Regions from separate parts of the Mus musculus genome. Here regions 1, 3 and 4 are each linked to region 2. Evidence: chromatin contacts called from public ChIA-PET and promoter capture Hi-C data. All regions are on one chromosome and are shown on one strand. The core of a region is the stretch at or near the end of the contact, and the rest is flanking DNA. Distances in the headings are between cores, read along the strand shown.

The links. Promoter capture Hi-C pulls out the DNA fragments that hold promoters and counts their contacts. ChIA-PET counts read pairs in DNA pulled down with a chosen protein or histone mark.
Region 1: a promoter capture Hi-C map of erythroid cells shows a contact between it and region 2, with 3 times the contacts expected there. The contact joins the promoter of Spc24 here to the promoter of Tmed1 in region 2. A contact is called at or near these places in 3 of 39 promoter capture datasets (erythroid cells, liver and neural stem cells), 1 of 115 datasets of contacts at active chromatin or transcription factors (memory CD8 T cells) and 1 of 9 other capture datasets (pancreatic islet).
Region 3: an RNA polymerase II ChIA-PET map of memory CD8 T cells shows a contact between it and region 2, with 1,520 read pairs. The contact joins the promoter of Ilf3 here to the promoter of Tmed1 in region 2. A contact is called at or near these places in 17 of 39 promoter capture datasets (the 3T3-L1 cell line, the SN4741 cell line, cranial neural crest and 10 more), 8 of 484 Hi-C or Micro-C datasets (B cells, CD4 T cells, embryonic stem cells and 3 more), 13 of 115 datasets of contacts at active chromatin or transcription factors (CD8 T cells, the SCID.adh cell line, bone marrow-derived macrophages and 7 more) and 5 of 9 other capture datasets (adipose tissue, embryonic stem cells, liver and 2 more).
Region 4: a contact with region 2 is called in a promoter capture Hi-C map of neural stem cells. The contact joins the promoter of Atg4d here to the promoter of Tmed1 in region 2. A contact is called at or near these places in 10 of 39 promoter capture datasets (the C10 cell line, the HPC-7 cell line, embryonic stem cells and 6 more), 1 of 484 Hi-C or Micro-C datasets (uterus), 1 of 115 datasets of contacts at active chromatin or transcription factors (astrocytes) and 3 of 9 other capture datasets (adipose tissue, liver and macrophages).

What each region holds. Positions count from the first base shown.
Region 1 is chr9:21,758,920-21,761,723 of GRCm38.p6, reverse strand. Spc24 (SPC24, NDC80 kinetochore complex component, homolog (S. cerevisiae)) reads left to right here and starts at 1,421. Exons shown (of 5, transcript NM_026282.6): 1 at 1,421-1,605. The coding sequence starts at 1,446.
Region 2 is chr9:21,508,936-21,511,635 of GRCm38.p6, reverse strand. It overlaps Tmed1 (transmembrane p24 trafficking protein 1), which reads left to right and starts at 1,402. Exons shown (of 4, transcript NM_010744.4): 1 at 1,402-1,642; 2 at 2,285-2,382; 3 at 2,522-2,700. The coding sequence starts at 1,460.
Region 3 is chr9:21,366,595-21,369,503 of GRCm38.p6, reverse strand. Ilf3 (interleukin enhancer binding factor 3) reads right to left here and starts at 1,633. Exons shown (of 20, transcript NM_001042707.2): 1 at 1,405-1,633. Gm36198 (a long non-coding RNA gene) reads left to right here. Exons shown (of 3, transcript XR_870570.3): 1 at 1-913; 2 at 1,933-2,909.
Region 4 is chr9:21,263,826-21,266,635 of GRCm38.p6, reverse strand. Atg4d (autophagy related 4D, cysteine peptidase) reads right to left here and starts at 1,351. Exons shown (of 10, transcript NM_153583.10): 1 at 919-1,351. The coding sequence starts at 1,153.

The sequences.
Region 1 (2,804 bases), core at 172-2,671, 250 kb before region 2:
GGTTCTGAGTTCGAGGCCAGCCTGGTCTACAATGTTAGTTCCAGGACAGCCAGGGCTATACAGAGAAACCCTGTCTCAAACCCCCCCCCCAAAAAAAAAAAAAAAAAGACATTGGATCTCACTACAGATGGTTGTGAGCCACCATGTGGTTGCTGGAAATTGAACTCAGAACCTCTGGGAAAGCAGTGAGTGAGTGCTCTTAACCGCTGAGCCATCTCTCCAGCTCTGGGGTATAGGTATTTAAGGAGACAGGGTTCACTTTGTAGTTCAGGCTGGTCTGGAATTCACTCAGCACTCTGGAGTCCCATGAATGGCAATTCCTCTTCCTTAGGCTCCTGATTCCTGAGCCACCATGCTCAGCTTCGGGGTTCACTGCTCTTGTTGCCCAGGCTGGCCTGGAATTTACCTCCATCCTCAAGCTCCCATCACCTGAGTGCTACATGCTAGATACATGCTAGACTCCTACTTAAAGATTTTATTTTATTTTATTTTTGAGACAAGGTCTCTATATAATCCTGGCTCTCCTGGAGCTTTATTTGTAGACCAGGCTGGCCTCAAACTCTGGGATCTGCCTGCCTCTGCCTTCCCAGAACATTGGATGCTCTTGTAGAGAACCAGGGTTTGGCTCCCAGCACCACATGATGGCTCACAACCATCCATATCTAGCTCCAAGTGGTCAGATGCCCTTTTATGACCTCTGCTGACACATACATACATGTAGGCAAAACGTTTACCCATACACATTAAAGAAAGAGAAATAAGCCTAAAAAATAGAGACTGGTGAATGATTGTGGTGGCATGTTCCTATAATCCAACCACTAGGAGGCAGAGGTAGATGGATCTCTAACAAAGAGCTCCTGGACAGCCAGTTCTACATAGTCTCAACATCTCACAGCTCACACATCCCAACCCCCGCCAAGAAAAAAATAAACCCAATGAATCCCAGTTTTATGTATAATTAATATATTCCTAAAGTAAACTAAAAAAAAAAAACAAGCAAAAATAATAAACCATCCGTTACATTGCCCTTCAAGCAGCGACTGATACCTGCAAATTTCTCTAAGAGTCGCGCAGCTTTCCAGTTTACGCATGCGCAACAGACTCCTAACGCCCTGGACTCTCCCCGGAGTTCATAGCCCGACAATCGACGCACGCGTACCAGGCCAATCGCAAACTGGCCACGTGTGACACGCCCCCCCCCCGCGCCGCCGCCCCCCCCCCTCCCCCGCCTACGATGATTGATCCTCACACCTGAGTGACAGAAGAAATTTCGCACAGGATCTCCACAAAATGGCCGCTCCTTCCGAAGCGCTCTGTCCCCTCGCTGATTGAGTCCTGCAGGAGACGGACGTAGGAACGATCCAATGAGACTTATGCGCTCTGGGGAGGGGGCGGGGCCCGTGGTGAGACGAATTTGCGCGGGTTCGGACTCGGCGCGATCAGTCATGGCGGCTTTCCGCGACATGGTGGAGGTGAGCAACTGGCTACTGAGCCTGCTGGGGGCCAACCGCGCCGAGGCGCAGCAGCGGCGGCTGCTCGGGAGCTACGAGCAGATGATGGAGCGGCTGCTGGAGATGCAGGACGGCGCCTACCGGCAGCTTCGGGGTGAGGGCCGGTCCCCTGCGCCCCAGCCCCGGGGGACTTCTCGGGGGGAGCTGGTACTCCTGGGCCTCAGTTTCCCCATCTGACAATTGCCATGGCTCAGAGGCGTCCAGATAAGTGTCATAGCTCACAATGCGCGACTCTATACGATCGTACTTCGTAGCTCAGGCGCCTTTGGAAGTCTTTATGATCCAGCCCCCACCTCCACTCCTGCTCGCCGTTCTTGAGGGTCTTCCGAGGGAGAGCAGTCACACCCGAGCCTTGATTTCTCCACCGGTGAAACCGTTGTCATGACAACGGTTGTCATCTAGGGACTTAAGCGTAATTAAATATAGAGTTAGCAGGGCACGACCCTTTATTAACTTTCCAGGACTCAGGCTTAAATGTAGCTCTGACTAGTAGAGAACTACTTAGCTGAGAAATTCAAAGAACCTTTCAGCTCCTCAGTGCCTTGGTCACAGGTGTGAGCAATCTCCCATCTCAGTGTCCTTCCCTGTCAAAGGTTTGTTTGAACTTTGTTTTGTTTTGTTTCAAGACAGGGTTTCTCTGTGTAGCCCTGGCTGTCCTGGAACTCACTCTGTAGACCAGGCTGGTCTCGAATTCAAATCCGCCTGCCTCTGCCTCCCAAGTGCTGGGATTTAAGGCATGCGCCACCACGTCCGGCCCTGGGAACATTTTTTAAAGTTTCGTGCCTTCCCAATAGACTTGTGAACAGAGCCTGCCGTGAGCTGGACCTCGGGTGACAGCAGGGAAGGAGTCCCTTGGTGGCTGGCATCCTACTGGAGAGGAGACAGGATAACATTTGTACTGCAGTGATGGGCTGAGGAGACAAATGCTTTCTATCATTAGGAGGGGTAACATGGGCGGGACTGGGGAGGGGTTTCTGCAAAGATATTGGGGGAAACCTGAAACTGTTGAGGGGGCAGGGATACACTTGACTGGCATGCATGAAACCCTGGGTTCCATGCCAGGCATGGCAGAATGGGCCTGTCAGACCAGTGTTCCAGAGACAAGCAGGAGGGTCAGGAATGGAAGGCTGGAAGGAATTCAAAGCAGCCTGATTGACAGAAGACCAAAAGTAAAATGAGAAGTTTTATCTCTGAGATTGTAGCTCAGAGAGAACACATGTGGCTACAGGAGGCCTTGGGAGCAAGCAGTAGTAATGAAGTAAAAACCTGAGGGCTGGCAGGATGGTTCACTGG
Region 2 (2,700 bases), core at 153-2,652:
AGGATAGCCAGGGCTACAAAGAGAAACTGTTTAAAAAAAAAAAATAAAAGGACTTCAAGTACTTCAAGTACTATATTAAGCAGATATGGGGAGTGGACACCTTGTTTTATTCCTGATTGTGGAAATGTTCTGAGTTCTGTTTAGGCTGATGTTGGTTGCTGTAAATTACCTTTATTCTTTTGAGGTTTCTCTTTCTTTTTTTTTTTTTTTCCCCGAGACAGGGTTTCTCTGTGTATCCCTGGCTGTCCTATGTCCTGGCACTCACTCTGTAGACCAGGCTGGCCTCGAACTCAGAAATCCACCCGTCTCTGCCTCCTGCGTGCTGGGATTAAAGGCGTGCGCCACCACGCCCGGCTCAAGCTACTTTTCTTATATAGCTCATCCCCACCTGTCTAGGAAAGGTACCATCTACAGTGGGCTGGGTCTTCCAGCAACGTTGAAAATGCCCAACAGGCAATTCCTCAAGTGACACTCAACTTGCCAGATTATTTTGTCAAGTGAACAAGAGCTAAGCACACAGTGTTGTGTGTGTGTGTGTGTGTGTGTAGGTCAGAGGACAATTGCAGGAGTCAATTCTGACCTTCCACTATCGTAGCACATGGGGATTAAACTAAGGTCATTAGGTTTAGCAGCAAGCGCCTGTGTTCTCTGAGCCATTCAAAGCCCAAAATAGATTCCTTGATTTTTTTGCTGGTCTGGAACTATGTAGTTCCATACCAGTTCGAGAGGATGGCCTCGAACTCCTTCCACCTCCCGACTCAGCCTTTCAAGTACTGGAATACTGCATGTGTCAGCACAGATGCACGTGGACCTGCTGACCCAAAGGTTTGAGATGTATTGTACGCAGGCTGAGGCAGTATTCTACTCACCAACAAACATTCCACCACCCCCTTAGGGATGGTATAAGGTGTAAAGGAAAAGCAGTCGGGGGAGGCCATGCTCACTGAACTAACATCGCCAGAACTCCAATATTGGAATACTAGCACCTGGCATATCTGCCTGTCGCACCCGTCACACAAGTTGAGATCAGAATCCAACAAAGCCGCCGTCCTCGGAGGGCTACGCCTACACTTGATTGACCAATGGGCAAAAGCACCTTGAATTGGGGAAGGCAGAGAGCGGGCGGTGCCAAGGGAGGACCTGCAAACCTCCCCGTTTAGTCATCTTAATTGTTGCCTGTAAAGAAGTGCTTCACCATTTTTAGATTTGTCAGTGCCCCCACCAAATGCAGTGGTTGATATCAGACTTGGGTAGGTTTCACGAAGTTCGCAGTAGCGTTAGTATGCTTTCTAGCAGATTAGGCAATTACCAGGGCAGCTCCCCATCCTGGGGCCCTTCAGTCAGCATTCCGCGGCTTTGGGGTCGAACAGAAGCCGAAGCCAATGAGCTTTGCCGAAATAAGAGGTGGGCAGGACAAATCCTTAAAGGGTCCACGCCCCGTGAGTAGAGGGTGACCCGGATGATGGCGGCCGGCGCGGCCGTAGCACTGGCCCTGTGGCTACTCCTGCCAGCAGTAGGAGTGGGAGAGGCAGGGCCGCCGCCTATCCAGGACGGCGAGTTCACATTTCTGCTTCCCGCCGGGAGAAAGCAGTGTTTCTATCAGTCCGCACCGGCCAATGCTAGTCTTGAGACCGAGTACCAGGTGAGAGAGGGGGTCCCGGGCTCGGAATAGAGCAGGGCTGGGGGCGTGGCCAACAGGCGGGAGGGGCGGGGCAGAGGTGTGGCCAGAACGCTAATAGTCTTGCAGAGAAGGGGCATGCTCTGCTCAGAGCTCTTTGGGTTGGGTTCTAGGGAAGTTCCTGGCGGCTGTTGGGTAGGTTACGATTAAGTTAGCGGTCAGGTAGACAGCCACCTTAGACTACTCAAGGGCGTTGGCAGGGTGGTTGATAAAAGACCTCACGTGGATGTATCCATCTTAGGGACTGGGAAGAAACCTTGTAGGTGTGGATGGATGTTGGTCTTCAGATAGGCCCTTGGGGGAATCCAAATAGCTTGCTGGGTTAAAACAAAACAAAACAAAACAAAAACCGCTTGCTGCTAAACTACGACGACCCGAGTTTCCTAACTCTATGGTAGAAGTGCAGCTCTGACTAATCTCCCTCCACAGGCGCTACTCCTCTATCTCAAGCAAATACCTGGGATTTGTGGTTGTTCTTTTTTCTTCTTAAAGATAGGTTCTTGGTGATCTTACATGGGTCTTTCCCGGTTCGGTTTAACCCAGGCTTTCTGTGGCAGATAGGCTTGCACAAAGCTGCCAGTTCCCCAATTCTTACCTGCTCTTCAGGTGATCGGAGGTGCTGGGCTGGACGTGGACTTCACCTTGGAGAGCCCTCAGGGTGTGCTGTTGGTCAGTGAGTCTCGAAAGGCTGATGGGGTACACACGTGAGTGAAGTCCTGCCCTGCCTTGGTTCAGTTACAGCCCTGCAGCTCCCCAGTGGCCTCAGGTTACCATCCTACTGGTTCCACAGACCAGCTGGCTGGTCACTCCAGGGTCACGTCTATGTCTCATCTGTCTGCCCAGGGTGGAGCCTACTGAGGCCGGAGACTACAGGCTGTGCTTTGACAACTCCTTCAGCACCATCTCAGAAAAGCTTGTGTTCTTTGAGCTCATCTTTGACAGCTTCCAAGATGAGGAGGAGGTAGAAGGTTGGGCGGAGGCTGTGGAGCCAGAAGAGATGCTTGATGTCAAAATGGAAGACA
Region 3 (2,909 bases), core at 384-2,883, 140 kb after region 2:
CTTCAAAAAAAGAGGGGGGTGGGGGGCAGGAGCAAACCTTTAGCCAGTTAGTCAAAGACCAGAAGTTGAGGAAAATAAAGAACAGCACACAGATTATTCACAGTTACATGAGCCTAGAAGACGAGACGACATTAGAAAAAGCCAAACGAACTTCTGCCTACAGGTAACCATTAAGCTACATCAGAAAAACTAAAAACAGTCACGCCCTTTTCAGCTCCAGTAGGAGGGGAATCCCAGGCTGGTCCAAATCAGCAAAGAGAGACTGATACAGCGCCCAGCTTTGCCAAGGCCAGCCTGGCACTAATCACCAGCCTCCAATCTGGACTGCAGACTTCTAGACAGCCAAAATATCTAGGGTCTGCCGGGCGTGGTGGCGCACGCCTTTAATCCCAGCGCTTGGGAGGCAGAGGCAGGCGGATTTCTGAGTTCCAGGACAGCCTGGTCTACAAAGTGAGTTCCAGGACAGCCAGGGCTATACAGAGAAACTCTATCTCGAAAAATCAAAAAAACAAAACAAAACTAGGGCCTGCAGATCCCATTCACATACCTCAGCAACCAGGAGCTACCACAACATGTCAGCTAAGGGTCAAAGACCTCTCAGCTCTACTGGACAAGAGCAGTGGTACCTGCAGTGGCCTTTCTCCTTTGCTGCTGTTCCTCACACTTCATTTCGCAGGCTGAGTGACTGCACTAGCTACCACTCGTAGAATAGTGGTAGAACTCTATAATCAACCAGCAGAGTATCCCACCCACAGAAACCTGAGGGAGAACCACGAAAGAAGTCCTACATGTCTCCTTTTCCAGGGACCCTGTTCAGGACCGTGTTCAGGACAAAGAAGACATGTTTCCCGCCATAGGAACTGGGATGAACCTGGCATCCTCCTAGAAGCCAGGGATGTACCTGAACAAAGAGGTAAAGCGGGTAAAGGAAGGAGATTTTCCCTTCTGCGCCGGCTGGGATGCTCTAGATATGAGGGGGTGTGTGCTCCAACACGTGCGCGCGTGCGCGAGGCCAAAGCAACAGACAAAAGCTCGGGCTGGGGGAAAGTAAGCGGCCCGTGGAGAGGGGAGAGTACCACAGTGCGTGCGCACCCCCCGGGGGCAGCGCCCAGGCCTGGGCCGAGGGGGCCACGAAGGGGGGAGAATGGATGCGCGCGCACGGGGGCACTGCCTCCGCCATTTTGTTTCCTCGGCACAATGGGGGAAGAGTAACGGCCAAGCGCGGGAGCGAGGCCGGAGGAGGAAGGAGCGAGACGCTGAGAGATGGAAGAGCCGAGCGAAGGGGAGGGTCGGCGGGATGGCAACAGACCTGTCACTAGCGTCCTCTTGGCCCAGCCATCGCTGACAAGTGGGAGAACGGGAGGGGGGAGGGGCGGAGGCGGGAGACGCCACATTGCCACTTACCTTGCCGGTGTTCCCGTCCTTCGCCTTCAGGCGCCGCCGCCCTCCTGCCACGAGCCTTCCGGAGTCTTCACAACCCCCCTCAAAAAAAAAAAAAAAAGCCACGCGGTTTTCGCCGGGGCTGCTTCAGTCCCAACTGCAATGGCGAGAAAAGGAGGAGGAGGAGCCGGGGACCGGGGGCGAGCGAGCGGGCGGGCGGGCGCGCGCCGGGGAGGTGCAGGGCCACGTGACTGGCAGCGGCCCGCCCCCGCATCACGTGGGCGATCCACCTAGGCCCAACCCCCAGTAGGCGGGTGAGACGAAAGGGGCGGGGGAGGGCACATCACGTGACGTTGACTTAGCGACTGGGTCTGTTGGCGTGACGTCAACGTCGGGCCAGTTCTCTCACGGGTTTGGTCGGCCACGTGACCGTGGTTGGCTTCGCTTCCATCACGTGACAGGCCTTTCTTGTTGTTTCTTGACTCGTTTTCACTATTGGTAGACCCGAATCACCTGACGGGAGCCCATCCATTTCGTTTGTTTTTTCCAAAGGCGGTTTTTTCCGAGCGACCGTTATCACGTGACGCAATGGAGCAGGGGTGGGCCCTTCTGACGACTCCAGTTCGTGTGCGTTCCTGGGAGTGCGCGTGCGCCATGATTCGAAGTCAGTCTCCGTACCTTGATCCACACTGCATTGAAAGACTGGCACATGCGGTTGTCAACACTGGTCCAGGGCTCCTACTCACGCTGTCAGGCTGCTGAGCCATCTCACCGTTCCTCATTTTTGTATTTTTGAGATACAGTTTTGCTATTTTACCCACACTGGCTTTAAACTCGAAGATTCTGCCTCCACTTTGATATCGCTAGATTACAAATAAGACCATGTCACTAGGCAACTGAGGGTTTAATAGATTGCCCCTGTGTTAAGAGTGCTTAGCGCCGGGCAGCCGTAGCGCAGGCCTTAATCCTAGCACTTGGGAGGCAGAGGCAGGAGGATTTCTGAGTTCGAGGCCAGCCTGGTCTACAAAGTGAGTTCCAGGACAGCTAGGGCTACACAGAGAAACCCTGTCTCGAAAAAAAAAAAAAAGAAAAAGAGTCCTTAGCATAGGAGGCCGTGGGTCAGACCCCCGTACCACACACACAAAACAGGCAAATTCCAGGCAAGGATGAACAGAACAAAGCTCTCAAACTCCCAGGTCCGGAGCTCTTCATATCTGGTGTCCATCTATAGGGATTTATTGCTGCTATCAGAGTTGGTGTCTGGCTTTTTTTCTTCCTTCCTAGGTTTTAGAGACCTACCTCACCAAAGTCTGAACTTGAGGAAAAAGTTCTAAATGAACCCATTTGTAGGAGACCTGAGGTGCTTCTGATCTGGAATACGCTCTAAATGACACACCTGTTCTAACAGCGCCGCCAAGTGGTAGACATGGTTAATACGGTTTGCCTGAGGGTTTTCAGATGGATTTTTAATTCCTTTTTTTAATGTGTTTAGTGTTTTGACTGCGTGTATGTCTGCAACAGGTTGTGTC
Region 4 (2,810 bases), core at 102-2,601, 240 kb after region 2:
TCAGGGCGGCGGCTCTGCAAAATCCATGCCACACCACATCTGTCTGGAACACAGGTGGGACTTAGTCACATCTTCATAAGGACCCACTATCAACCCAGGGCCGTTCTATTCTGACTGTTGGGTTTTGCTGTAAATCTATAAAGCACATTTTTATTTTGTGTATGTGAGCTTGTGTATATATGTGGACAAGCAAGCACCACAGTTTGGGTCTGGAGTATAGAACATTGACAGGAGTGGGGGCTCTCCTTCCACCATTGGGGTCCAGGCTGGAGCTGAGGTCCTTAAGCTTGGTGACAAATGCCTTTAACTACTGCGGCATCTCACTAGCCTTTTTCCAATTTTTTTTTAAAATATCCACTGGTGTTTTGCCTGCATGTATACCTGTGTGAGGGTGTTAGATCCCATGAAACTGGAGTTACAGACAATTGTGAATTGCCATGTGGGTGCTGGTAATTGTTCCTCTGGAGGAACAGCCAAGGCTGCTGAGCAGTCTCTCCAGCCCCCTGTTTTCCGATTTTTTGAGACCCAGTCTCATGAGGAGCTCAAGTCAGCCTGGAACTTATTATATAGTCCAGGATAGCCTAGAACTCTTGGTAAACCTCCTGCCTCAGCATCCCAAGTGCTGGGATTACAGGTGTGAACCAACATCTATTAACTCTGTTCATACTATTGCACCTATGTTACAGAGGGCAGTAAACAGACCGCAGGAAAGCAAGGTATTTGGCCAAGGTCAAACAGGTGCAATGGGCGGAGCTTGAAAACCTTTCCCATTTAACCTGCCCCACGTCCAGGACTGGGAAGGGCGGAGGACCTGCTTGTGACTCCTCCTGGATGGGCTCATCCACAGGACAGGGTAAAGGTTTGGTTTCTTTTGCTCTGACCCCTCTGACACCCTTGACCAGTGCACCCCCTCCTCACCATACTTGACGTTGTTCCAGGCTGTCAGGAACTTGGCTTTGAACTTGTCCACCTCGTCGGGCTCGGCGGGGTCTGTCCCAGATGAACCGAGAGCTGCCACTCCGGACCCCGAAGGTCCCAGGTTGCTAGGATCCGGGATACGGGTTTGTCCCCTCGGCCGGCGACAATCGGCCCGGCGCGCGTCCTCCGAGCTCCCGCTGCGGTACTGCGCCGCAGCCGGCGACACGGAGTTCATGGACCCGCCGGAGAGGAAGGACGCAGGTGTCCCCGAGGTCCGGGGAACTGCGAACGCTCGGGAGCAGCCCCGCGGCCAGCACAGTGTTACTCTATACTCAGAGCCGGGCTCCCGGGTCCGGCTCTGGCCGCAGCGGATACCCGGGCTCCCACAGCCAGCGCCATCTTGGTGGCCCAGAGCACCCGGATACGGTGGGCTTGGCTAGCGAGCAAGCCACGCCCCTGTACAGTCCGCCTCCCTTGGACTCACCACACCCTCCTAATCTCACCGCGCAGGCGCAAGCGCGTCCCTGGGGGCCCTTATCTCAGACCAATGGGTCAGAGCCGGAGAAGCCACGCCCATTTACAGCCCTTTCTCAAGCCTTGCACACCCTTGTTCTGAATGACATCTCAAGCTGCGGACGCCGGACCTTCTCTCGCTCAAAAGTGCAGATTTCCCCGCCCTGCCACTCAAATTCCACTGCATTGAAGGTCCCATGTTCTGGGTGCGATACATGGGGCTTGTCGTGCCTGTGGAGATCTCGTAAGAGCCAACTCAGGTTCCTAGACAGCCAGCACCTTTATCGCATCTTTATCCGCTGAGCCATCTGAAGGGCCTTTCCAATGTTTTGAGACAAGCTCTCACTTAGACCTGACTCTCCTAAGGAGAATACATTCCGACTATTCAAGTCCTGCTTAGGCACACGAGCTCCGTTCACGCCCAGAACACATGCCCCGACCTGCAGTGAAATTGGAGAGCCCAGGCAGAGAACCCACCCTGGAGCTCAGGCTGGCCTCCAACTCATGGCTGCCCGCCTGCGTCAGCTTCTTTAGTGCTGGGGTACTCAAAGACTGAGCACACTGGCGATGGAGCTGAGTTGGTAGAGGGCCTAGCACACGTGAGGCCCTGTGTTCTATTCCCTGAAACCCAGAAACTGAGTGTAGTGGTGCATGAAACCCAAGTCTCTGAGGCAAAGGCAGGGGCACAGGCCCCTCCTCTGTTGTGCAAGGCGTTTGAAACCAGCCTGAGCTTCATGAGAACGAAAGAGACTGTGAACACAACAGAGTTTATCAACCCAGAACAGATGTCACCCTGGGGATGTGACTATCCCTGACCCATTGGTGCCCCATTGGTCATGATTCTCAGTGCCTCAGTTTTCTCCTGAGCAAAATTTGAGGGAGTTATCTGTAAGACTATAAAAGGAAAACGAGGGCTGGTGAGATGGCTCAGTGGGTAAGAGCACCCAACTGCTCTTCCGAAGGTCCAGAGTTCAAATCCCAGCAACCACATGGTGGCTCACAACCATCCGTAACGAGATCTGACTCCCTCTTCTGGAGTGTCTGAAGACAGCTATAATGTACTTCCATATAATAAGTAAATAAATTAAAAAAAAAAAAAAGGAAAACGATTTTGGCATTTTTTTTAGTGAATCTTTTTTATTTATTTATTTATTTTATTTTTATGAGAACGCTGTCGCTGTCTTCAGACACACCAGAAGAGGGCATCAGAATCCATTACAAATGGTTTTGAGCCACCATGTGGTTGCTGGGGATTGACCTCAGGACCTCTGAAAAAGCAGCCAGTGCCCTTAACTGCTGAGCCATCTCTCCGGCCCCAATTTTGGTATTTTGAGACCCTATCTTATGTAGCCCAGGCTGAGCTTGAACTTACAAGCTAT